Regions from separate parts of the Rattus norvegicus genome. Here all the other regions are linked to region 2. The links are chromatin contacts, called in public Hi-C maps. All regions are on one chromosome and are shown on one strand. Each heading gives the region's core, a stretch centred on a gene start, on an enhancer-like site or on the middle of the called end of the contact. The rest is flanking DNA. Distances are from core to core; before and after follow the strand shown. Region 1 overlaps LOC102546491 (a long non-coding RNA gene). Region 2 holds the start of Cited2 (Cbp/p300-interacting transactivator, with Glu/Asp-rich carboxy-terminal domain, 2). Region 3 holds the start of Heca (hdc homolog, cell cycle regulator). Region 4 has its middle 510 kb from the start of Cited2. Region 5 overlaps LOC102546491 (a long non-coding RNA gene). Region 6 overlaps LOC102546491 (a long non-coding RNA gene).

Evidence for each region. A called contact is a pair of places that touch in the nucleus more often than the background predicts.
Region 1: a Hi-C map of psoas muscle shows a contact between it and region 2, with 3 times the contacts expected there. The contact joins the enhancer-like site here to the promoter of Cited2 in region 2. A contact is called at or near these places in 6 of 12 Hi-C or Micro-C datasets (the A7r5 cell line, Schwann cells, kidney and 3 more) and 1 of 1 datasets of contacts at active chromatin or transcription factors (oligodendrocytes).
Region 3: a contact with region 2 is called in a Hi-C map of mammary epithelial cells, with 2.5 times the contacts expected there. The contact joins the promoter of Heca here to the promoter of Cited2 in region 2. A contact is called at or near these places in 3 of 12 Hi-C or Micro-C datasets (frontal cortex, kidney and mammary epithelial cells).
Region 4: a contact with region 2 is called in a Hi-C map of mammary epithelial cells, with 3 times the contacts expected there. The contact joins the enhancer-like site here to the promoter of Cited2 in region 2. A contact is called at or near these places in 4 of 12 Hi-C or Micro-C datasets (the Rat2 cell line, frontal cortex, mammary epithelial cells and 1 more) and 1 of 1 datasets of contacts at active chromatin or transcription factors (oligodendrocytes).
Region 5: a Hi-C map of hepatocytes shows a contact between it and region 2, with 2.9 times the contacts expected there. The contact joins the enhancer-like site here to the promoter of Cited2 in region 2. A contact is called at or near these places in 4 of 12 Hi-C or Micro-C datasets (hepatocytes, kidney and liver).
Region 6: a Hi-C map of the A7r5 cell line shows a contact between it and region 2, with 7 times the contacts expected there. The contact joins the enhancer-like site here to the promoter of Cited2 in region 2. A contact is called at or near these places in 1 of 12 Hi-C or Micro-C datasets (the A7r5 cell line) and 1 of 1 datasets of contacts at active chromatin or transcription factors (oligodendrocytes).

Annotation. Positions count from the first base shown.
Region 1 is chr1:13,772,813-13,777,094 of GRCr8, reverse strand. LOC102546491 (a long non-coding RNA gene) reads left to right here. Exons shown (of 8, transcript XR_010062773.1): 6 at 979-1,129. Among named protein-coding and RNA genes, the nearest start is that of Cited2, 360 kb to the left of the region's middle. Within about 2 kb of position 1,399, at least 23 of the 93 cell types and tissues checked have an H3K27ac peak or open chromatin away from gene starts, as enhancers often do.
Region 2 is chr1:14,129,946-14,133,882 of GRCr8, reverse strand. Cited2 (Cbp/p300-interacting transactivator, with Glu/Asp-rich carboxy-terminal domain, 2) reads right to left here and starts at 1,580. Exons shown (of 2, transcript NM_053698.3): 1 at 1,355-1,580; 2 at 1-879. The coding sequence starts at 871. The coding sequence ends at 62.
Region 3 is chr1:14,393,409-14,397,243 of GRCr8, reverse strand. It overlaps Heca (hdc homolog, cell cycle regulator), which reads left to right and starts at 2,053. Exons shown (of 4, transcript NM_001107514.2): 1 at 2,053-2,579. The coding sequence starts at 2,309.
Region 4 is chr1:13,620,128-13,624,373 of GRCr8, reverse strand. No RefSeq gene overlaps it. Among named protein-coding and RNA genes, the nearest start is that of Cited2, 510 kb to the left of the region's middle. Within about 2 kb of position 1,738, at least 39 of the 93 cell types and tissues checked have an H3K27ac peak or open chromatin away from gene starts, as enhancers often do.
Region 5 is chr1:13,849,673-13,853,659 of GRCr8, reverse strand. All of the region lies in intron 2 of LOC102546491 (a long non-coding RNA gene), which reads left to right. Among named protein-coding and RNA genes, the nearest start is that of Cited2, 280 kb to the left of the region's middle. Within about 2 kb of position 2,604, at least 4 of the 93 cell types and tissues checked have an H3K27ac peak or open chromatin away from gene starts, as enhancers often do. A contact at or near this core is called in hepatocytes, where this site is marked.
Region 6 is chr1:13,652,947-13,657,361 of GRCr8, reverse strand. The region is part of intron 7 of LOC102546491 (a long non-coding RNA gene); the gene reads left to right. Among named protein-coding and RNA genes, the nearest start is that of Cited2, 480 kb to the left of the region's middle. Within about 2 kb of position 3,006, at least 7 of the 93 cell types and tissues checked have an H3K27ac peak or open chromatin away from gene starts, as enhancers often do. A contact at or near this core is called in the A7r5 cell line, where this site is marked.

The DNA of each region.
Region 1 (4,282 bases), core at 150-2,649, 360 kb after region 2:
CATCTCAATGAATACATGAAGAGTATTTTTTAAGGAAGTGTGTAGTGGTGGCCATTTTCAAGGCAGAACACAGGTAATGATCATTTACTAGAAGACATGAGGCTCTGTTAATGAAGATCATTTTGAGATATATGACAGCACTGGAAAGACAAGTCAGTGAAGGCTTTAATGAGGGTTTGACGAAAGCTATGGGTTCCAGTTGTTCTCAGTCTTAGATGTTAGTGACGATCATTTGAGAACCTTAAAAAAATAGAGCTTTCCTCTCCTCTCCAGCCTCTACAATGCCTCTGCTCTCCCTGTTATGATTCAACAGAAAATACGATGGGAGATGTAATGCTTAGTTTTAATGAACAACTTAAGGAATTTAGAATAGACCTAAGAGACTCAGTATTGAGTGTGCCTGTGACGATGCTTCTAGAAAGGATTGACCGTGTGGTACGGAAAGACCCACCCTGGGAAGGGAGCAACACCTTCCAAGGAGAGGTCAAAGCAAAACAGTGCCAGTGGTGCCTACCTGCTTTCCCCTTTTCCTGACAAGTGGGTCTATCCCAGGTACTGAGTTCCTCACTGACATCAGACTATAGCTTCTGGAGCCTTCAAACACTGGGGATCCCCAGGGAGCTCTCAGGCCTCCAGCCCTGATTTAGGATGCCAAGGCATCCAGCTTTGTGTAGTTACTGATTCTCTGCCTCTCTAGTGTATAGACTGCATTGGTTGTGGTTGGGTTACACAACATTTACTATGTAAGGCAATGTAATCAATCCCTCCCTCTTTATATTTACACACACACACACACACACACACACACACACACACAGAGAGAGAGAGAGAGAGAGAGAGAGACATATTTTATCTATATCTACTTATATCTACACATTACACATATGCAACTTGTTGTATTCCTCTAGAAAACCCTGCCCCATACAGTAGTTTTTCACGGTATAACTTGTCTTATGAGCAATGCTGTACATTCCTTAGAAGCTGCAGAGAATGGAAGCATCATGGAGAAAATGGCAGGGAGACCCAAGACTCCAAGACAAGAAGGATGAAGTAAAAGAAGCAATCAGGAAAGAAGCATTGCTGTCCATGGGCAGAACTATCCCAGGAAGTTAATCGCGATAAACACAAGGTGAGGAAATATTCCTAAGAGACATTGTTTTTCTTTTGCATGGCTATAAAGAACATAATTGGTATTTCTGGTTAATCTCCCCAAAGCTGGCTTTTCACACTAAATTTCTAGCAACTGCTAACAATTTCCACTATGCATGCAGCCAGGAGCCTCTGAGATTGATACCAGACAAAGAAAGCCCTCAGGCGTTCTCAGCAGAGAAGAGTCACAGTCCTCTCCATTTTTTAAATAAGCAAAGAAGGAACAAAAGGACTCACTTGGTGAGTCTGGTGGTAAGACTGCGACTGGGAGGCATCCACTCTGAAACAAAATACTTGAGGTTATGCAATTTGTGTGAGGCTTCTGAGGAATCTCTATTTTGCAAGATTTATGACATTATGCTTTTTTGGCTGAGACTATCAGACAAACAAAATCCTTTTAGACAGTGCAATGAAAAATCTCTTCAGCTTTTTCGTGTTTCAAGCACAGGAGAATGCCCATCATCCTTCAAATGTACCAGGCAAAACAGCTTCTGCTTTTGTTTCTTCTGCCCCTTCGATGACATCTTCTGATGCTACCTTTAAAATTCTCACTCCAGACTTCACTCCCATTCTCTGTGAAACAGTCCATCATGGATGAAACAGTATCCAGATACGCTCCCTTGTCTAGAGAGTACATGGGTCCTTAATATCACTTTCCTGTTCTCGTGTTTGCTTATCTGCCTCTCTTTCTGGACAGACTGAGAGTAATTTGAGGAAAGTGTACAAGCTGGATCCTTGCAGAGTGTCTGTTTTTAATTGCGCCGGAAAGCTAATCCTTCTGTTGGGTAACTAGAACCCCTAATGAGAGAGAGATCAACAAATGCTTGTTGCATTAAGTTGACAACCCTTCACCCACTTGGACGTTTTCCTTTTGGCCAGTTCTGTCGAGGCAGCTTTACTCGTATCAGTTAAAACTGTCTTGGTTTTGTATGTGTCTGATCAACTAAAAACATGTGAAGAATTCGCTTGCTTATGTAGCCTGTGTACTTGGAGAGAGGGAAAAGAAGGGCTATAATTAGATCCTCCAAGTGGTTGAAGACTGAAGCGATTGATAAAAACAAAGCATTACTGTCAGCCGTGGAGAGCTCAGGCGTCCTCACTGTGTTCTGAAATTAGAATGGGATGATAAATAGTTACTGTGTTATTGGACAATAAAAGAGCAACTTATGGTATGCAATATTATGATAGTCCCCCTACAAACGGAGCAAGATGGCAACTCCAGGAAACGAAAACTATAAAAGAAAAAAAAATAGTAGAGCCAGGCAAGGTGGCTAGCTAGACAACATATGAAAACAGAGAATTCATTTACATTAGTAAAGGCACTTGAAAACATGCTAAAAGTTTCAATTCATCCGCAATAAAAAGCATATTATACTTAGAGATTTAATAACGACACTTGTATAACATCTGTCAGGAAAATAATATAGTCTTCCTGAAAGACATAAAGGAGGAATTCATAAGTATAAGGCTCTGCTGTGCTCCTTGGAGGATTGGCTCGCTATTGCAGAAATTTCAAATAAATGTATAGATAACCTCAACATTCTAAAAATGAGAAGTTAAACAATAATGAGATTATATTTCCTTTCAAATTGCCAAAGTATAAAACGACATGGAACATTTTTTTTCTCATTATGTCTGATAGGATTATAAATTCTTATAACTTTTTTTGGTGAAAATTTTAAAATGGATAGCATCCTTTTAAACTCCTAAGTCAACTTTCTGGCTTTAGAAATTGGTTCTGCAGAGTCACCTTAAGTGACTGTAATCTTGACCTGTCAGATAGGTAATAAAAATTGTTCATAGAAATTGAGTTTAAATTATTTTTCATCCATTGAAGGAAATGTTACGGAGATATAAAATGATGCAACAGCTGAATATATCCAATGATAAATCACGTTTTACATATCAGGTGTACATAAATAAACTGAAACATGTTGTCTGGTGTGACTCTTTGCTTGTGAAAATATGTTGTGCTGGAAAGATGGTTAGGTGGGCAAAGCACTAGCTGTAAAAAAGCATGAGGACCTGAGTTCAGATCTCCAGGACCCACGTACAAGGCCAGAAAGGCTACAGAACATCTTTAAATGCAGGAGACTGAGAAAGAAGATCCTTGGGTCTCACTGTCCCAGCCAGTCTGAAACAAGCAGTTCTAGGTCCAGTGAGGGAGACTCTGCTTGAACAATAAAGTAGAGAAATTATTCAGGAAGGTATCTTAGTGTCAGCCTTTGGCCTCTACATGAGAATGGGTATGTGTGAGGAAACCTGTACATAACACACACACACACACACACACACACACACACACACACACACACATACATACACATACACACATACACACATACACATGCACATACACATACACACATATACACACATAACACACACACAATACACACACATGCACACACACATACACACATACACACACATACACACACAATACACACACACATACACACACATACACACATACACATACATACACACACACACATACACATACCATGTATGTCTATAAAATGAATGTTGAAGGTTAAAATAATTTTTTAGCTAAGTCTTGGGCCCAGCTGTATACAGGAGTATACAGGCCTTGGAAAACTAAGTCAGGATTGCAGACTTGAGGCCATTCTAACCTGCATGGTATGACACTCCCTTAAACAAACAAGCAACCAAGAAAATACAGTTCAGATAGGTAAAAGGCTAAACTCTGAGCAGGAGTCATCTCTGGGAGTAGAATTCAGAGGTCCATTACTTGTCATTGTCCACAACTTTGTGGCATGTCCCAGTGCTCTGTGGAAATGGTCTTGTTCTTCAGAGGCCCATCCTTCATTCAGGAGGACACAGGGCTCACCAATTCCCAGTCAATAGGACTTAAGGATGACAGTTTTCATGGCAGGGACAAGTGTCACTCTGATATGTCTCTGAGCTTTTCCTCAGCTGTGACAGGTCTCTTCTAGTCCCCTTTGATCCCCCACCCTATGCGGGAGTTTTAGAATGTGTGTCATTAAAGCTCATTTAACTTGAAGCACATGAGATGTGGAAAAAAAAAAAAAACGGAAGAGAAGTCCAACAGACACGTGTGCTTTTCCAAAAGAAAGATCTATTCCTCTGAGGGTCAAGGTGGGGCAGA
Region 2 (3,937 bases), core at 331-2,830:
CCGAAGAAGTTGGGGGTGGGGGCAGGGAGGGTGATTTCTTTCAGCCGCGAGGTTAACCGAGTCAACAGCTGACTCTGCTGGGCTGCTGTTTGCACACGAAGTCCGTCATAAAATCAAACTCATTTTGGCCCAGCCAGAGTTCTGGCAGCTCCTTGATGCGGTCCAAACCCATCTCTATCACTAAGGACATAAGCACTTCCTCGTCGATGAAATCAGTGTCTATGACATTGGGCGGCAGCATTGCCGCGGGGACGTGAGCCACCGAGGCGGGCATGGTGCTGCCACCGCCACTGCCGCCCGCGCTGCTGCCACCCGCGCCGCCCGAGGTGCCGCCGGAGCCGCCGGGGGTGCCGCTGCCACCCGCGCCGCCAGGGGTGCTGCTGCCTCCACTGTGCTTGGGGTTGCAATCTCGGAAGTGCTGGTTTGTCCCGTTCATCTGGTGGCCTGCAGCGGGGTGCAAATCCGGCATGTAGTGGTTGTGGGGGTAGGGGTGATGGTTGAAATACTGGTTGTTGAGCTTCTGCAGCTGCATGCTGGCCGGCAGGGAGCCTCCCTGGCTGGCCACAGGGGGACCCATGAACTGGGAGTTGTTAAACCTGGCGGCCGGGGCCAGAGCGCTCGGGGGGTGCCCCCCGTTCACAGTCCCCGGCCCCATGGCGTGCCTGATGCCGCTCGTGGCATTCATGTTGCCCGCGCCGTAGTGTATGTGCTCGCCCATGAGGGCGTTGAAGGCGTGCTGGGGCTGCTGCTGCTGGTGGTGATGCGGGCTCGGGAACTGCCCCATGCCCATGCGGTGGGCAGGGTGGTGGTGCAGCCCGTTGGTGCCGTCGGGGAAGCGACCGTGGTTCATGGCCATCATATGGTCTGCCATTTCCAGTCCTGAAAGCGAAACGAGCAGACGCTGAAACCCGCGCCACACGTGTCGCCCACCAGAGCGCACCCCACTTCTGTAGCCTCCCGAACCCGCGCGCACGTCAAGCTGCAGACCCCTACACCCCCCAAGAGAGAACCCACCAGCAGCCCGTGCACCCGAGCTCGCTACCTCGGCGGACCTGCTGCCTGCCGGATCCGCACAGCCTGGCGCTGAGCGACCAGCCCCTTCCCCTGCGATCCGGGGAAAGAGGAGGGGGGACCGGAGCCCACACCCCCCTGGGTTCCCTGAAGTGGCCTAATAAAGGAAGTGCCCCGGAGCCGGGCCGCGAACTTCAGGCATTCAATCAACCCTCCTCACCCTGTGGTTGCACATCCTGTTGTTATTCCCCAGCTCCGCCTCACGCTCGTCCCCGGGGCCAGCCCTGCCCTCGGAGGACTAGGCTGGCAGCAGCCCTGGCTAAGCTTCGCCCGCCGCGCTCACCTTCCGTCTTTGCGATTTCGGCTCGGAACACCGAAGGCGGGCTCGTCGGGTCCAGGACCGGCTCAGCAGCACATAGAGGGGCAGCCGAAGGGCTGTGGGGCGCTCGCTGGTGCGAGGTTGGCGCCGAGGTCTTGCAGCAGCCGCTGGAGCAAATTCCGAGCCGTTCCCTTTTCTTTCCCTCCGCTGCCCTAGCCGCTCCTCAGGACCGCCAGGCAGCTGCCAACAATGAGCTGTGTTTCTCCGGGCTTTGGCCACAGTTAATATAAGGATCTCAGGAAGGGCGGAGCGAGAGCCTCCCCGGCGGCAAGCACGAACATACGGATTCAGGAACATCAAGCGCCCTGGACCGGGTCCTCCGCCGCGTCCGCGAGTCCGCGCTGCACGTGCGCAGCGGCTGCGCGCCTCGGCGCCGCCCAGCAGTTCCCCGGACTGTGGTGTCTTTCTGGCCCCCAAATGTGCGGTTGTGCCTGCCACCTCCGGGACAACGAGCTAATCCTCCCGGCCACCCTGTGCAAGGAAGCACCTAATGGAGAGGAGCAAGGAGCACTCCCCGCCTCCTTCTGGCCAGATCTCCCCACCCCCAGCTCGCTCACCCGGCTTACCCAGTGATCTGCCCTGCCCTCTACAGGAAAAAGGGGTTCGCTCAGCCTCCCTGCCCAGCAGAGTTTTCTTAGGTGCCAAACTCTCCCCAACCTGAGAAGAATGGCTATGCTTTCCCGAGCTAGATTTTTAAAGCCCTTGGGCCGATCGTGTCCTGTCCTCTGAGCGCGCTTTCCTGAGCCGTGCCTTTGTGCTTTTTGATACAGGCAGCATGTAAACCTAACTGAGGGGTTTTCTTCTAGTGGACGCACCCCTAACTCCCCATCTCCCGCTCTGCACCTCCACTCTTCAAGGACAGGGGTTGGGGGCGGGGAGCGGCAGCGGCTGCAGGTGGACCGAGCGCGCTCACAGGCCGGGGCGGCTCCACTCCCCGGTTCTGGGATCCACTCCGCACTTTCCGGCCTGCTCCACGCTCCGGGAGTACGTGTGCTTCTGCTAAGTTTGCGTTTGCAGCTCTTGGTAGCTTTGGCATCCGAGCTGAGGCGTCCCTGCTCTGTAAACAAACTCAGCGATCCTCGTCCCCAGATCCACCTTTTTGCACATACACAGTTACTTGCTTCTGCTGTTGCCCTTGATCCAGGAGGTGGGGGTGTGTGCAAACTTGCACAGCCTCCCTCCGGGCTCTGCCTGACGGTTTGGGGTTGATTTAGAAGCAAACGGGTTTGTAATTAAGAAATTCGAGGGCTGAGTAAGGCTGCTGCTGCAGCAAAAGGAAAACAGATAGATAGCTTGGTAATCGCTTTGTAAATAAAGTCGTTTTGGAAGTGGGCACGTAGCAGCACGTCCTGTATGGTACAGTGCGCGCACACACGGCCAGGAGTCTTCCTTTTCAGTGAAATTGTTCAGTGGAGCAATAGGCGGTGATAATAATAACCTTGCTTGCAGAACGAAGCACAACGAGCCCGATCGCCCATTTGGCTCATTGACTTGCAAATAAAACCCCTAACACTGGTCTGGGCCACTATCCAGTCCTAGCTCTCTTGCTTTGCGAGTTATTTTTCCTACCCCAGGATGAGGCTGCTTGGAGCGTGTATCTCTCTCTTTAAGTGGTGAAATCGAGTTTAGCGCTCCGAATAAGGACTTCTGTATACGGTTGTTTCTTCATAACTCGATGTCTATGGAAGACTTCCTGCTATAAAGTGCCAGTGCCCCTCCCCCCTCTCGTTTCTTTTTTTCTCCCTTCTAGCTCACAGACTTTTTTTAAAGGCTGTATTTCTTGAGAACTGGAAATTCTGATACATTGCGTGCCCCATTCAGTAAAATTTTGACGTTACTCATATGTCTTCTTCAAGTTAGTCTTAAACACCCCAAACAACAAAACCTTCTCTCTTCCTCTCTACACTTTTTCCAGGATGTCCAGCATTTACAACCCTGTATGCAAATGATTTTGAAACCTCAAGAATGTTTACTTCTTGGAGAAGCGAGCAAGAGATAGATACATGCCTTTCAGTTATAACAATTCTCTGTTTTGTCCAGCTCCCAGTTTGGCCTGTATATCATGAACATAAAGTTGAAAAACCAAGAGGTTTTGAAGGAAACCAGAAAGGACACTTTCTATCAAAAATCTGCATTCAAAAGTCTTGGCGAAGCCAAGACAATTTTTTGAATAGATTATTTACTTCCCTTCTATATTGTGCAGTGTCTTGCGACACAAGGAACAGCTTTCGAAGTCTAATCTAAATTCCTCTTGCAACCATTAAGGGAAGGTACCCCACTACTGAGCTCCAACGTTTCTACAGATTGTTGGGCAATCTCTGGAAAGGTCACTTGCCCATCCCCCCCAGCAGTAAAAGGAAAAATAAATACTTCTGGGTCCAGTTGGATGGCATGCAGAATGCACTCCTCATTTATTCTCCCAATCATGTTTTCTGGGTTTTAGGAACTTCTTAGTGCCCTAAGATATAACGACAGGAACTCCTACTTAGAAGGAGACCTCAGATAATCAAGTTTGGAGACACCCACGATCCCAGAGTGCACAGGAGG
Region 3 (3,835 bases), core at 804-3,303, 260 kb before region 2:
GGTAAGCACAGTGTGAATAGTAAGACAGACGCAGTTGTTGCCATTACGGTGAGCTCCAAACAAGACAAGCGAGTGAGTAAACAATTTCATACTGAGTGTGTAAGCCTTTCTGGCGAAAACGGTATAGGGGATTCGTGGAGACAAGTCTAACTTTGGGTTACCAGAGAAGACTTAGTAGGTTATTAATGGCTTAGTGATGATATTAAGGTTCAGAAAAAAATACAGGCAGAAGAGTCCTTTAGGCCTATTTCACACATTTGAAAATCTTGTATTTAATATGCATATCAAATACAAATATTAAGTATATTAAATAACACACACATATGAGGAATAAAGGAAGGCACCTGATATTAATCTCCTGCACTCACCTCTCTCCCCCATCTCTCCTTCCCTATCTATCTTAGGGCCTTCTAAAGGATTACTTTCCTTGGACATAGAGGGTATTGAGGGCTAAGAAGGGCTATAATCTTTCCACCGAAAAAGTTCCAACTACTAGCAGTTGCTCTCAAGTATACAGTGCTATCCCAGTTGCTCCAGGCTCTACCTGTCAGACTCTCAGCTAGGAACTCATGCAGATGGCTCTTGTCTGAGCAGTTCCTTGGCCATCTTTCTAGACTTTTCAGCAGAGCCATAGTGCTTTGACTCAAGAGCCGAGGCGATTAAAGATCACACTCTAGGAAGAAGTCACTGAAAAGTGAGTTCAGTCTTTTTCTGTAGTCATGGATCAAGACCCTTTTATTTATACGTTCACCAAGTTCATTTCAGTTGTTTCTTACAGCACCCAAGACAAAAATAGGGCTGTTTCATGTGAGGGGAAAGAGGGGAAATATTTAAGTGTACATATTACCAACATAATCAGAGGTAGACGGGACAAGTAAAAGGTGATACTCTGACAGCTTTTCTGGGAAGGTATGGGCTCATTCTGAAGAAAGCGAGTTGAGACCAGAAGGATGGAAAGAAGCTCGTCTTTGAAAGGGGCAGAATAGAGTGCACAAAAGGAGACCACATCAAGCTCTTCCCAGGAGCCCCGTGCCCTCATCTCCTTTTCTTTCTTTCCAGTTTTCTTCTATTAAAAATAGATTTTTATGCACTATATCCCACTATCCTTTCCACTTCTCCGGCTCCTCCAAGATCCTCACCACTTCCCTTCCCAGCCGAATCCACAGCTTTTCTGCCTCTCCTTAGAACACAAATATGCATCTAAATAATAATAAAATAGTAAGGTAAAATGAAAAGAAACACACGATATAGGACAAAACAAAAGAAAAAGCAGGAGAAACACATACAGATGCAGAAAAACACTCATTCGTTCAGTGAGGAATTCCAGAAAAACAGAAAACCTGAAGCCATAAGGTATATACAAAGGACCTGTAATATTAAAAAAAAAAAAAAAGGCCCTGACAAAACATTCTGAGACAGAAACCTCTGAAGATGCCATTGAGTTTCTTTTGTGTTGGCCATCGATCGCTGAGCATGGCTGTGCCTTCAGGTCTTCACAGCCCGGCCATTCTCTCCAGACAACTCAGTCTTCTTAGTGCAGCCTGTTTCAGGCTGGCTCTGCTCCTGGCAGAGCCCTTGGGTCTCTGGTTGGCAAGTGTGGGTTAAATAAGCTGTCCAGCACAAGACTGAAGAATTCCCATGCAGGAGCTCGACTGCTCTCTCCAGGAACGCCTATATCCGAAACCCTTCGTTTTGCTTTCCTGTTTTAGTCACCTGTTTATTTTTCCAGACCATGTTGTAAGCTTTAGCTCCAGTAAGGTCAGAAGGTCAGTTAACAACTTCACTAACACTCTACCTGGCTCTCAGACATGGCTGTCTGCATGCCAGGGAAGCCCGGGAGGAGCCTCCCTCTCCCGAGAAGGGGCCTGGATGACGTCACCAGGGCGGAGGGCTGAGTGCCGAGCGTGACGTCACGAGGGCGGGTCGACCTGTCGTGAGGTCACCGGGTGGGCGGTACCAGGCTCGAGCCCCAGTGTCGTCACGGGCGGGGGCGGGCCTCGAGCGTGTCAGCGCAGCCGAATCAAAACAAGCCCGAGACCCGCCTTTTCCCTCAGGCTCCTCAGCTTCTCGCTCCGCTCGCGGGCCCGTTGCGCCCGCGCGGCTGCGAGCCTCGGGTGGCCGCGCGTGGCCGCGCCGGCTTCTGCCGGGGAGGGCGCGGCGGCCGGAATGGCGCGGCGCGGGCCGCGCGGCGGGGCGGGCGCCTGAGGAGAGCGGCCGGCCCGCGCTCTCCGTGGCCGCCGAGGCGCCGCCGCGGGGAGCCACCTTCGTGGGCGCCGGACACCGGGACACCCGCGAGCGGGTCGGGGAGATGCCCAACCCCAAGAACAGCAAAGGCGGCCGCAAAAACAAGCGCGCCAACAGCAGCGGGGACGAGCAGGAAAATGGAGCCGGGGCCTTGGCGGCGGCGGGTGCGACAGGCGCGGCGGCCGGAGGGGCCCTGGCGGCGGCGGCGGGCTGCGGGGCGGTGTCGCTCGGCGCGGTGGGCACCGGCGGCGCGGCGGGCCCGGGAGGTGCGGGCACGGGCGCCGCCAACGCCACCATCGCTGCGGGGGCTGCAGCCGCGGGGGACGCCAAGAATGGTAAGACGACAGCGGCGGGGCGAGCGCCAACTTCCTCCCCGACGGGCGGGCGCGGTGGCGGGGCCCTGGGTGGCGCGGGCGGCGCGTGGACAATGCGAGTCAGGAAGTGCTCGCCCCGCCCCTCCGCCCCGCGGTGGCTTTCCCTTCGTGGTCCCCACGCGGAGCAGCGTGGACAGCGGCTGCGGGCCCCGCGGCGGCGCTCCGGTTCGGTGCCTACTCCCCGTGGTGCCCGCGCGGGCTGAGAGTGAAGTGTTACTGGGTTAGGGGAGCGAGCCAGCCAGCAAGCAAGGAAAGGTGCCCAAGTTAGAGTGATCCGAATGAAAACTTACCCGATCCACCCACCCACCTTTGCCCCCAAAGAAGAAAAACCTTAATTCGCAGCAGATCTCTCTCTCTCTCTCTCTCTCTCTCTCTCTCTCTCTCTCTCTCTCTCTCTCTCTCGTCTGTCTCTCCTGTCTCTCTCTGTCTCTCTCTGTCTCTCTAATCTCTGTCTGTCTGTCTGTGTCTCTCTGTCTCTCTGTCTCTCTGTCTCTCTGTCTCTCTGTCTCTCTGTCTCTCTCTCTCGTCTGTCTCTCCTGTCTCTCTCTGTCTCTCTCTCTGTCTCTCTAATCTCTCTCTCTCTGTCTCTCTGTCTCTCTGTCTCTCTGTCTCTCTGTCTCTCTGTCTCTCTCTCTCTCTCTCTCTCTCTCTCTCTCTCTCTCGCTGTGTTGCCTGAAAACCTTAATTCCCAGCAGATGTGTGTGTGTGTGTGTGTGTGTGTGTGTGTGTGTGTGTGTGTGTGTGTGTGTAGTCCTGATTGCCACAGGTGGAGAGGCCAGAGATTGAGAGGGTGTGTGTGTGTGTGTGTGTGTGTGTGTGTGTGTGTGTGTGTGTGTTGGGGGGGTATTCATTTAATTCTCCTGTCTCGCTTGAGGAAGGAAGAGAATCTGAACTTGACTTCCGTTCCCAGCCTAGAGGTTTTTGTTTTTGTTTTTTGTTTTTTGTTTTTTTTTAGGTCCCTTGTCTAATTGTTTCACGTTTGTTTTTCTAAAGAAGCCCGATAATTTCACGAGCACTTAAACGATCCTTTAGAAGGGAAGAATGTAGGTAATAGCTAAGGTGTGACAGGATTTTTCTCTTCTTACTCTGGAGACACTGTTTTTTGTGACCGGATGCTTGACATTTTATTTGGGCGGTTTTTAAACTTTTTCTTGTCAGGTGGTTAGTTTTTCAGAGGAAAGAATGTATATTTTCATGAGAGTCGATGAGAATCTTTA
Region 4 (4,246 bases), core at 489-2,988, 510 kb after region 2:
ATTCTGTTAGTGTTTATTGGGAGATATTCAAACAAAATTATGATAAAAATTTTTTCCCTTTAGTAAAATGAGTACACACACACACACACACACACACACACACACACACACACACACATATATGTATATGTATATTATTGACATTATCTGCATACTGCATGACCAAATAAGAAGTCATCCCAAATTAACTCTAAATTCATTCCTATTTCCAAGTGGGCTGAGATCATCATGATAGACTAAGACAAGGGAAAGGAACTGACTGAGATGCCAGCGATCATAACAGCTTTAAAGACAAAGTAGGGAACATCAGAATCAGATCCTGCATCTTGAACCCACATATCATAAGCAGTAGTAAAGCAGTGATTATATCGAGGCAGTTCACAAACGTGCCCCCAGATATAAGACTATCTTGAAGGCTCTCTACAATTGGTAACTTCATCATAGTGGAGACCCTAATGGTAGCTTCTATGACAGTGAGTTCCAAGAAATAAAAATCAATGACTATCAAGATTTCAGCCTCCATACCATTGGACTAAGAGGACTAAACCAGCAGATACAGGATTTTTATGCCTGTGCAGTCTCAGAGCATAGCAACCATGCCTGTAGTTCTTTGACTGTAAGTCTACCTATAGTTAGGTACTGAAAGGCTAATGGAAGCCAGAGAGACAAATTTACCGAGGAATAAAGGGAAATTTCACTGTTATAATACCAAGGAGAAGTTGGATGGATTATAGTCACAGTATATTACAAATAGATTTAGGTGATCCATGAAACAAGTCAAATGATTGTATCTGAAGATTTTGTTTAAGCAGCACTCGAGCTCTGGAAGTAAGCCAGAACGTAGGAAGAAAACACCCTTTCTGTAGAATCTTTTAAAAATTGACTGATCTGATTCTTATCTGGACAAGGAAAAAAAAATCTGAAAGGGGATGCCTATTAGGTTTTCAAATGTTTCTGTGTTTCCTCAGAGACCTTAGCAGCCCTGGAAATTTCCGGAAGTGCGGAGTGCTGGTGGGGGTGGGGCAGATGGCAGGTAGCTTTCAGGTTTTAGGAGAGCCACACCTATGCAAATATGGATGGCAGCTCCAGGTTGACTCTCAAGTCTCGCTCCTTGTCTCATCTCTATCTCCTATGGCATGGAATCTTTAGGGAGTCTTCTCTTGTAATCTTTTTGGACTGGGCTTTTATAAGGAACTCTGTGGCATTCCTCACAGATTTCTGGAGCCGGGTTTGTGTTGGGGGTGGGGGTGGGGGTAAATAGCCTTTGAGTATCATTCCTGAATCTGTTCGTTTATTCCCTGGTGCTTTTGCGGAGTCTAAGGAAAAACATGAGCCTGTAGCCTTCCAGCCCGGGGCTGTAAAGTTGTCAGATCTCATAAGCTCGGCAACGTGTTTGGGTCTGGACAGGACTTGGAAGGGAGAACGCAAAAGAAAAAAAAAAAAAGGAAGGGGAAAAAAAAGAGTTTGTGGAACACACATCTGCTGCACAGCAGATGGTAGTTACGGAGCTTTCCCTGTAATTCTTGTTGCGTTTCCTCTACTGTAGTACTTAGGGGTTTTAAGTCGGGGGAGGGAAGCAAAATATTTGCGGGGGGGGGGTGGTGGTGGCGGGAGGAGGTGACTGTAACGTCAAAAGCCAGGCTTTAATTGTTCCACAACGCAGGATTTACAGAGTTAAGTTTCCCACAACCATCCTCCAGCTCGGCAGGGTGTGTTACAATAGGAGCCCTCATTACATAATCGCCAAACCCCGGGTAATGTTACACAGTGTTCAGCAGATAAAGGGCACGCAATAATGGAAAGGAGCTGCACTTTTTCCTCTAATCTTAGATGGACGGAGCGTATTATGTTACTGCATAAATATTACATGATCATGTAACAAAATATACTAATGAAATACACAGATTCGAAGCCAGAGTGCAAGGGTTGGGATTGCACTGGGAGCTCTTAAATTGATTTTCCTATTCTTCGCTAATTCACATTCAAACTTAATTTAGCATTTGTGTCATTTTATGAGAATATAATATGTCATGGGAGACTTGACAGTTTTTAATGGGTTTATAAAATGGTACTTAGAGTCAACTTCTGTAACAGAAATATAGACATACAACACCACTGCTGTCTTCCTCAGCTTGTGCCTGTCTGCGTCTTCTTATGCACTTGATTGTTGACCTAAAGGCTCATTTTGGCATAACGGTTCCTCCTACCTTCTAAGTACAGTACCTTTGTTCTCAATGTTAAAGGCATAGAGGTTGTGTGTTGGGTTTGGGGGCATTTCTATTCACTGCTTGCTTAATATTTGTGTGCAAATTAGTCAGACTACTCATTTAAACAGCTTCTGTCAGTGGATTAAAAACACACTGACACAGCACCTACTGTGTAACGAGTTCTGTTGTAGACTCTGATGTGATGGAAAGAAACTGTCAGGGCCTTGCCTCTTCCGAAATGAAGATCTCCAGTGAGGATGACGGCCCTGATTCTATTCACTTGGAGCCAGACTGTGTCGTGCACCCCAAACAGCTTTGACAGTGCTGGCAGAGCACATCTTGTTACATTTTCTTCTTTCATTTTGCAGAACTCTATTTCGGGCAAATGTTTCCTGTTATCCTGCTTCTGCTGTGTGATTTTCCTAGGAATGCTCATGTTTACCGTGCTCTGAGTGAGGCTGTTTGCAGTCTTTCTATGGGTATAGTACTGTTATCTAATATTCCGTCGAGCTAAATAAGCCTTGCAGAATTGTGGGAGGTCAGAAGTGGAAACACGGTAAAAACAAAACAAAGACACAAACAAATAAAATACTCCTTTTGAACATTGGGAAATTCAGGTTCAGAAACTGCAGAAGATCAGGCATGTATGTATCAGTGGAGAAATAGGCTGGGTTCATTTCTTCTTCTTTATTGTGCAATGGCTGGCTATATGCTCATGGCATAAAGTTGGTTTCTGTGATATTTTGTTTTTGAGATGGAAAGACAAAACCAAACAGAACAAAGCAGGAGGCTTAAGTGGGCATTAACTTGTGAAAATGTAGACACAAATGCCTAGCAGAAAGACCGCTAAAAATAGAAAAATATTTTCAAGCAATTTAATCAATGCATTCAGTGAAGATTCTGTTTACTAATTAACACCGCAATCAGGTTTTAATTTTTTTAGTCATTTATTTATTTTAGTATGATCCTTTAGATTTAGTTTCATTATTTTAAGGCCATAGTGAAATTACACCTTATTATTTATAATTGCTGTTCTTTTATTCTATAGTCCATGAGGTTAATTTTGTAATTCAATTATCAAATAGCATATGGTTAGTCATAACTTTTTCCTAATTACTTCAATATCATAGGATATTTGTGCTGTGCTGAGAATATTAATATATGATATTAATATACTCACATAGTTTTTAAAAAGAAAGGAAATACCTTTAAATATCATGTGCTATTCATTCTTTTGTTAATGTGGAAGATATAGAACATTTGGAAACGACTGGCGTGTAGTTTTAGAGTTTTCAGCCAGTGGACTCTGGGCTATATTGTTCTTCATCTCCTGTGTATTAAGAAGAGTCATAATGCCAGGGAGTGTGTAGTGGAGTGGTTCACCTTTTGGCAGACAAGAAGCAAATAGAAGCAGCATCTGGGGAAAAGACAGTCTTCAACCCCGTGTTCTCAGTGACCTATTCCTTTCCATTAGTTCCTACCTCCTAACTGCCCCTCTAGCTAGTCACCAGTGAGCTTATCAATAAGTTAGCTTACTCATGAAGCCCGTGCCTCAGTAATCCAATCATTGCAATAACACCACCTAGCCTCTAAGCCTTCAGTACATGAGGGTGTTTGGGGGGATGCTTCCTGTCCACACCACAATATTCTTTCCTGGACCCTAAAGATTTATATCCATTGTATGTTGCAAACTGTTTGTAGTCTATTCTCAAGAGTCTCGTCGGAGTCTCAACAGTTCTAGCATTTTTCAAAAGTCAAAGTCTAGAGTTACCCTTGAGGCTGACTCAAGGCAAATTTCTAGCTATAAACTATGTAAAATCAAAAGATAAATTGCCTACTCTCAAGACCCAATGGCATAGGTGAGCATTCCCTTTACAGAGAGAAGAACTAATACATTAAAAAAAAAAAAAAGACTTGACTAAAACAAGACTGAAAGTCATCAGAGCAAATATTGAATATTATGGAATATTATGATTAAATTTTAAGAGCTTGTGGTGGCAGAACATGGGCCCAAAACAGTTTAAGAAGCCGATTGCTAC
Region 5 (3,987 bases), core at 1,355-3,854, 280 kb after region 2:
TCAAGGAAGACAGCAGTAGCGGTGGGAGATTTAAAAAGAGGGAGAGGGAGGACCTCAGAACTACAGACGACCTGTCCTGTCCTTCACTTACACTGCAAGTTAACATCGGAGTGGAGATCCAAGACTATGAAATCATTGTGCTGTGGATGCCTACTTACCTCCTTACATGAAAACCTCCTCGTAGGGCTCTCTAGTTTATTTCCAAGGAAATGGGTCTTTAAAAATAGTGGTTAGAGCTAAGCGCTTGGCAGCTTGCACAGGTGCGTGAGTGATGGGTTAATGATTATGATAAAAGCTAATTTACTGAATAAACTATGTGGTTGACACTTTTTAAAGTGCTTTATAAGTAATAGCCCTTTAATCCTCCTAGCAACAATTTGAGACAGACGGTACGGTAATCCTTAGTCTACTGACGAGGATAGTGAGAGGTTAGGTAAATAGCCCAAAGTCACAAGTGAGCGTGTGCTAGAGATGGAATGTGAAACAAGGCATCTGCTTCAGGACTTGGCGTCATCACTGACATAGCATTCTAGGCTTTTCTCGAAGGGGGAAAGACAGTTTTAGTTACTGGAAGGAAGAATATTTCTTGGATGTTTATTTAAGGTACAGGCATTTCTATAAAACCCGATACCCAAGGATCTTTTCAGAGCCTTTTTTGTGATTATGTGACATCCAAAATATTACAGCTCCATAGCAACATGGATGTTAAAAAAATTAGAAGCCGTGTGAAGTAGCAAATGTTTCCCTTATTGGATACAAACTGACGAGGGACTCGGAACAATGGGTTAACCACTGACTCCCCAAAGATCATAGAAACTGGGTGAAAGCGAATGCGGTCAATTAGAGAAGAGAATGGGGTTGAATTGCATTTTATGTTTTTATTTATTTTGTTATTTTTAGAGCTAGGACCTTCTTTGGGAATTAAAAAAATATCTGTTAATATGAGAAAATACATTTTGGCCTGGCATGGTGACCGTTCCTTTAATCCCAGCACTCAGGAAGCAGAGGCAGGCACATCTCTGAGTTTGAGGCCAGCCAGGTCTACACAGAGAAACCCTGTCATAGAAAACAAACAAGCAAAACAAAACAGTAAAAGAGGAAAATCTAGAAAAAAGTTTCCTTTTGAGCATAAGAGTCCAGTTTGATCTGTGTTGTTGAGAGACAGCTAAACTGCCTTTATTCATAAGATCAGGAAGCCTGGAGTTCAGCTGAGAGGGTGGTCTGGCAGTAAATAATTAGAGTGAGAAGGAGAGAAAGTCGAGTCTGGCAGCAGGCATTTTAAAGCTTGTTTTTACATCATAGGGTTTTGCAAAAACTTTTTAGGTAAAATTAGGATTGATTCTAAATCCTAGTTAATAAATCTGGAGGCTCTGTTTTCCAAGAAAATCTCTCTTTCGACATCTGGGAAGTAGATTTGCTACAAATATAATGGATGAAGTACTTTAATGCGGAATGTGGGGTGTGTGTGTGTGGTTTGCTCCATCTATCTATCTATCTATCTATCTATCTATCTATCTATCTATCTATCTATCTATCATCTATCTATCATCTATTTTCTATGACAGTCCTGTTAAGTGGCTGTTGTGTTTTTCTCATGACACAAAACGCTTTCAAAAAATTACATTCTTTGTGATTTGATTGATGCAAATATCACAATTAAAATGTTCTGTTTAGTTATCTTAGTTATCTTGCTTTTGTTTTGTCTTTCTTTTTTGATTATGGTCATTTGCTTTGGAAATACCTCAGATAGTGATTTGAACTGGTGGAAATCAACAAGTTGAGAGCCTGAATTTTGAAATAAAACAGAATTTTTCAGTTCACCTTGGAATGATGAAAACCAGTAGAATTATTATTTTTGTCACTTTGACAAATGGGTCTCTTATGTTTGGGCTATTTCTATGTCCCCTTCACATATTTCTGCTATAACCCTTACAATTATTTTCTAGAGGTTTTAAAAAATGGATTTTATTTTTGTTTAAATTAAATTTTATTTTGAAATAAAAGATTTTGTTTTGTTTTCTTTGTCAAGACAGGGTTTCTCTGTGTAACAGAGCCCTGGCTGTCCTGGGTTTGCTCTGTAGACCAGGCTGGCCTTGAACTCTCAGAGAGCTGCCAGCCTCTGCCTTCCGAGTGCTGGGATTAAAGGCATGCGCTACCACACCTGGCTCTAATAAAAGATACTTTTATGTCTTAAGCAGTAATATCCATGAAGTCATAAGCTTGACTTACTAGCTTCATATTTTTTCCTTTGCTTTTTAAATTAAGTACCCACAATTTAAAAGGCTATCCTTGCCTGCTGCCTAATATCAACTGTATATTAAGGTAGAAATTCATCCTGGTAAATTACTACTACTACTACTACTACTACTACTACTACTACTACTACTACTACTACTACTACTAATCTTATAGTCTAGAATCAGGGGACTGATTTGTAAAATTATCACTCAAATACAATTCCTCAACATTTTTTGTTTTCTCTAAGAGAAATGTTTGATAACTTTCTGTCCTAGAATAAACCTTTGAGCCACCACAGGCTTTTGGTTACTCTAGGAGGTATGTCATAATTCCACAGAGTTAGCCAAAGTAACCTTGATTGTGTGTGTGTGTGTGTGTGTGTGTGTGTGTGTGTGTGTGTTTAAGAGTAAATCATTACAAGCCCAAGCCCAGCCCTTTAATTATGAGTAGGAAAACCAATTTCCTCACAGCACACCCATCTCCAGATTGCAACACCACACCAGAAAGATCTGCTTCTGCAAATTGAGAAGCATTACCAGAGTTCTGTTTGTTTTAAATTTGAATTAAAGCTGCAGTGTCCTTGGGATGCATTTTTGAAACAATGAAAGGTTGTTTTGATTTGGTTCTCTTTGTGTGCTTGTGATCCCTCATCTCTAGGATTGGAGGCCAGAGCTTGACCTTGGGTGTGTTCTCCGGCTCTCAACCTCAGGTTTTGAGACTCAGCCTCTCCTTGAACCTAGAAGTCGGTGATTCAGCTAGACAGGCTACATGTCTCTGCTTCCAGAACCTGGGGTTAAATTACAGATGACCTGGCAGTTTTAACTCAGTCCCCGTCCTTGTGCAACTTATACATACATTCATGTGTTTATATGTATATATATATATGTATGTGTGTGTGAGTGAAAATGAATATATATGTATAATATATGTTCTATTATAAAATAGTATAATATAATATTATATAACATATGTATACACACATGTATATATAATATAATATAATATATAATATTATACTTAAAATATTTAATATATATTATATGTATATATGTATACATATATACACATATCTGTGCATATACAGAATGCAAACATGTTATATACACATGTTATATATAATATAATTAATATATAATATTAAATATATGAAGAGAATATATATATATAAATATATATATATATATATGTATGTATATTCCTTGGGTATGGAGAGTCAATTTGTTCAGAGATGTGGCCCTGGTAGCTACCCATGCTCTAGAAAATGGCCTAACATCCATGCACATAGAGGCAGCACCGAGCAGACTTAGTGGTGTGTATCTATGTGTTTGTGGTTGTCCATGTATGGGGAGAAGGGCCCAGAAAGAGTAGGCAGGGAGTGAGAAGTGGTCGTATGATCCAAATTTACATTGTATGCATGTATGAAATTCTCGAAGAATAAATATTAAATACTATTTTAATTTCATGTTTTCTTTAAAAAAAAAAACTATGTCGAGAATTGTATGTCACCTGACTGATATCATCTGGTTTGTTCCTGGTAATTAATATGATTTACAGAGAGTGAACATGAGTTTCTGTTTTAGCACCAAAGTAATGAATCCTGGGAAATCCATCAGTTCTTGGCAAATGGGACAACTGACAGTCAAGGCACAATGGGTCTGGATGTGAATTCAGCAGAGATCATCTCTTGGTAATCTTTCTATTTGAGTATGCTGAAATCATGGACTTTAGCCTAATGATCTCAGCTCAAGT
Region 6 (4,415 bases), core at 1,757-4,256, 480 kb after region 2:
GAAATCAAGTCTTGGGTCCTTAGAAAGTGAAGCTGCTCTGGGATTGGACAAATTGAAAAACAGGGATAAAGAACAAAGGCTCTTTTAAGCTTTGTACTTTACTGCCTGGTGACTTAGTGATTTCTGTACACCCATGTTATTCATCTTGCAAGGGGCATAGCCAATGGTGGAGGTCTATAGAGGTGGGGCTCCATGGAAAGAGATAACGGCCAGTTTTGCAAGTTACATAGATGCCCTATCAGAGACGAACAGGTACATGTGGACGTTTCTGCAGTTTTATTTCAGAGGAAAATAAACCTAGATGATATTGCTGTGGTTGCTATCATATCTAAATGATGCAGATGGGGCTTTGGAGCAGAAAGCTGGGACAGGCTAAGTCACAGTCCAATTTCTCAGTCTACATGAGTACTCATTTAGCTCTTCCCTGCATAAAGTCCAAGGGAAGTTCATTTAGTCTCCGCATGGACACTCCATCATTAAATCTTTCCTCTGGGTGGCATTTTCCTCTCAGATTTACAGCCATTGCTTCTCTCGACCTCTGTAAGCAGGAAGTAGCCACGTATTGCTGAGTTTTCTGAATCCTTGCTGCCCACAGCCAAATGAGATGCTGGCCTGAGCCTCAGTATTGCTCTCACGGAAGGTTCAATATATTTGGAACAAGAAGAAAAAAAAAAGCAAAAACTAAATAGCCTCCCGAAATGTAAACTTTTCCTGAGACAACTCTGGATTACAATTCTGATTTTAAAGTTTTATCTTCTAAAGAAAAGACTCCTTTAATTACCAATAACCCTCAGACTAGTTGGAGCAATATCCCCAGCAAATTCACAGGTTTTAGTTTTTATACTACGGCGATCAAGGATGCTAATTAAAATGCACAAGGTTCCTTCTGGTAGCTTGTAATTGACTCGGCTAGGGTTTGGGGGGTTGCTTTAATAAATGACCTTATGAGCTGTGCCACAAATGATATAAAGGCTTTGTTCTTGTTTTATTGTTGTTATTTGTTTTTCAATAACTGGAATGTCAGCAGCACTCTAGAGAGCTGGTCATCTTCTCCATTTTTACCTCGATTGTCTACTGCTAAAAGAGTATGAGTACTCTTAAGCCACTCTAGACCTCAGATATTGTGGCTATAGGTACCACGTATAGATATGGGAGAATGTTGCCTTGTTGATTGGATCAAGCTCAGTCGCTAACTCAAAGAATGGGGTTTCATCAAGTTCCAAGACTTATCTAGTGGTTTTTCTGTGTAGCATTGGATTTTCTTAGTTGCTTTGACAGTATTGCCTGATTTCATACCAGGGTGTGACAGTCCCATGGTTTGGTATGTTTCAGATAATTCTGAGTTATTTGGACTAATTCAGGATATTCAATATTGTTATTTTGCAGGTTAGAATGGTCATCCCTGAAATAAACAAGGACCCACTGATCTGAACTGCAAGACCAGCCCTGAAGCGGCTAGGTCGGTGTCTGGAGCACAGGGCATTCAGTCTCTAAGCCTACTGAATGGCTGTTCTGTGCTATTTTTTTCCCTTTTCCTTCCTAGGAAAATGCAAAAAGTGCTTTTCTTCACACCATTGGATAAATTACCTCAGGATAAATTGAATCCTGTTTACAGTCCGGTGGTTTTATGTAATCAATTTTTTTAAACTCAGGTTTCAAACTGGAACACCATAATAGCATCAAGAATTTGAGTAGTTTTTAAGAGTCCTTCCTCTCTCAACTCTAGGGCTAAAATTATGATTTTTTTTCTAGGTCCGAGCTCTTCCTTCTGCTACACAGCAGCCTTCAACAAGATACCCACTTTCTCCTCAGTTCATGCCCTTGCTTGAATATAACAACATTTCCTTTCATAACCTTTTTTTTTTGGTGGAAGTCAAATGACATAATGTAAAATTATATTTTGTAGGTTTGAAATCTTAATAATCAGTGCCTTATGATTTTGGTGACTCCTGGTTTTCTCTCTATAAAGTGGCCAACTGTCTCTTCAGCATCGCTAGCTTTGTTACATCAGCCAAAGCTGAATGATGGTAAAAGGGGGGCTGTCAAAGGAGACAAAGGGAACAGTGAGGGCACAGGGAGGAAGACTGGCATATGGTGTCGGGGGAGGGGCTCCCAGAAGACGTTGGTCAATGGAAGAAATGCATGAGTGTGCATGCATATGCACACATCTGCACACACACACACACACACACACACACACACACAGCATGCATGTATAGAAGAAGCTCTTGCACATAAAATGCCATCATGAAGGGCAAACATGTCTCTGATCTTTCTTACCCATAGAAAACTCATTCTGCATTTCAAAGTGACAGCTGCAGCTATGATCTTTTAAAGAATTGTAATTGCTCTCTCGGCTGAGCATTTCTTTTAAAGTGTCTAAATGAGATCTCATAGGTTTGTTTGTAGTCCTTTACTTGAATTATCCGTTAGCTAGGTAGCTGCGGCGTTCATCAAATGTAAAGTAGAACGTGGTGTTTTGGCAGGCCGGGTGTGTAACTGGCTCTGCAAACATCCTCCAAGGTGTTGTGGATGACTTTCTCAGCCTCCACGTGAGGTCCTAAGGTTATGAGAGTCTGGTTAGCATGCAGATGCACTTGCAACCCATTTTTTATATTTTCTGTCATGTCAGTCTGGGTCTGGCTGGAATCTGTGATCTGAATGACTTTTAAGCAACGGGTATTCCCACACAAATATGAAGATCTCTCGTCTGGTCAATGCACGTGCCAACAACAGTGTTCTGGGACCAGGTCAGCCTTTGCTTCAGTAGCTCCTGATTGGTTAGAAGGCCCCAAGATCCTGAGCTGTTGGCCCATAGCCATTTTCTTGTCCTCTGTCTCATCCCAAATAAAAGCTTGGAGATGTCCCTCGGGCAGTTTTCTCTCATTTCTTTACCTCTTATTTTGAGCCTTGAAAGCTCCTGGGTGCTTTAAAAAAATGTCCCCAGATTTTGGCAGTTTTGGTTGTGGTCGGTGAGTCACAGAACGCAGCAGCCATTTTTATTTGCCATTTTTGGTGTGGTCCAGGACTGCAGAGTGGTGTGCTCCCTTGAGCTAAGGAATGTCTCCTCAGGAGCTGGGAGCGAAGCAGGAGAGAAACAAAACTTGATCTTTAGCACAGGGGCTACTGTCATGCATCAATCTACATCAAAAGGCCGGAGGCTTCCGGCTAGCCCTCCCCCCTCTGGAAACCCTCACATACCTCAGATCCAAGGCGGCTAAAAGAAATGTGAGGAAGCGTAGTTTCACAGGAATTAAGTCTTGCAACTTAACAGGCAAACAGCGGTGCCCCAGAGGCCCTGCCTCATAAAACGGTCGTGTTATTTATTTATCTGCTTTTTTCAACACCGGCGTTCTGTTTTGTTATCAACTTTGCAATTCGGTGGACAAAACGAACAAATGGGAAAAATAAAAGAAAAAAAAAACCTTATTGCTTGGTTTGCTAAAGTGGGGGAGAGAAGGAGAGAGAGAGAGAGAGAGAGAGAGAGAGAGAGAGAGAGAGAGAGAGAGAGAGAGAGACATAATATCTATGGAGCAAGAAAGAGTGTGACTGAATTTTTATTAATGGTCAATAAGCCCAGATGGATGTGTGGTAACGTTGCTGAGAGTGTTACAAAGCAAATCACCGTGTCACAAGAAATATTATTAAATTCTATAATTTCCTTTTCTGAAACTAGTTTCTCTGGATGGAGTTGGAGAAAGAAAATTACATTCAATATTCACCTTAACCGAAAAGCAGCTGAGTGTGGTGGCTGATATCCTATAAATAGCAGATCTGTGACCTCATTGCTGTTCTCTCTCTGCCTAGCAGTTTCCAGTTGAATAGAAAATTGTCAATCATCTGAGGAGTCTGGGCATATAGGGAGCTTATTTGGCTTCTGGTGTGGTCCTGGTCCTTCTTTAGTGGCTGGGCACGGTATCTCTGAGCAAAAGCCAGCCTGCTGTCTGTTTCAACAACTTGTCTGCTGTCTGTTTCTTTGTCTCCATTGCCCAGGTAATTGCAGTTGTGTGGAATTGGCCTAAGGTGACCTTGAAAACTGTTTTAACCTTTCGGAACCTCGGGTTATCCATCTGTAAAGTGAGTGTTGGAGCTCCTTGGCCTCATTTCAATAGAATGCTTTGAGAATTGATTAGATAGTGTGCATAAAGCAAGTTGACCTCTCCTGAAGGAATACAATGTATGATTTTATTTGCTGGCCTCAAAGCTCTCAGAGCAGGCCTCTTCAGTACAACGTGGTCATTCTCCTAGCTTTTGGGTTGCTTGGAGAGGAAATTCACACCATTCAGGGCAAAACAATCCACTCTAGCTTCTAAATGGGGGATTGTCTGTCGACGGAGCACAGATTCAACAGATGGTTGCCAAACCTTCCTCTTGATTTTGTGCTTCTTTAAGCTGTGTTCATTAAAACTTCAACT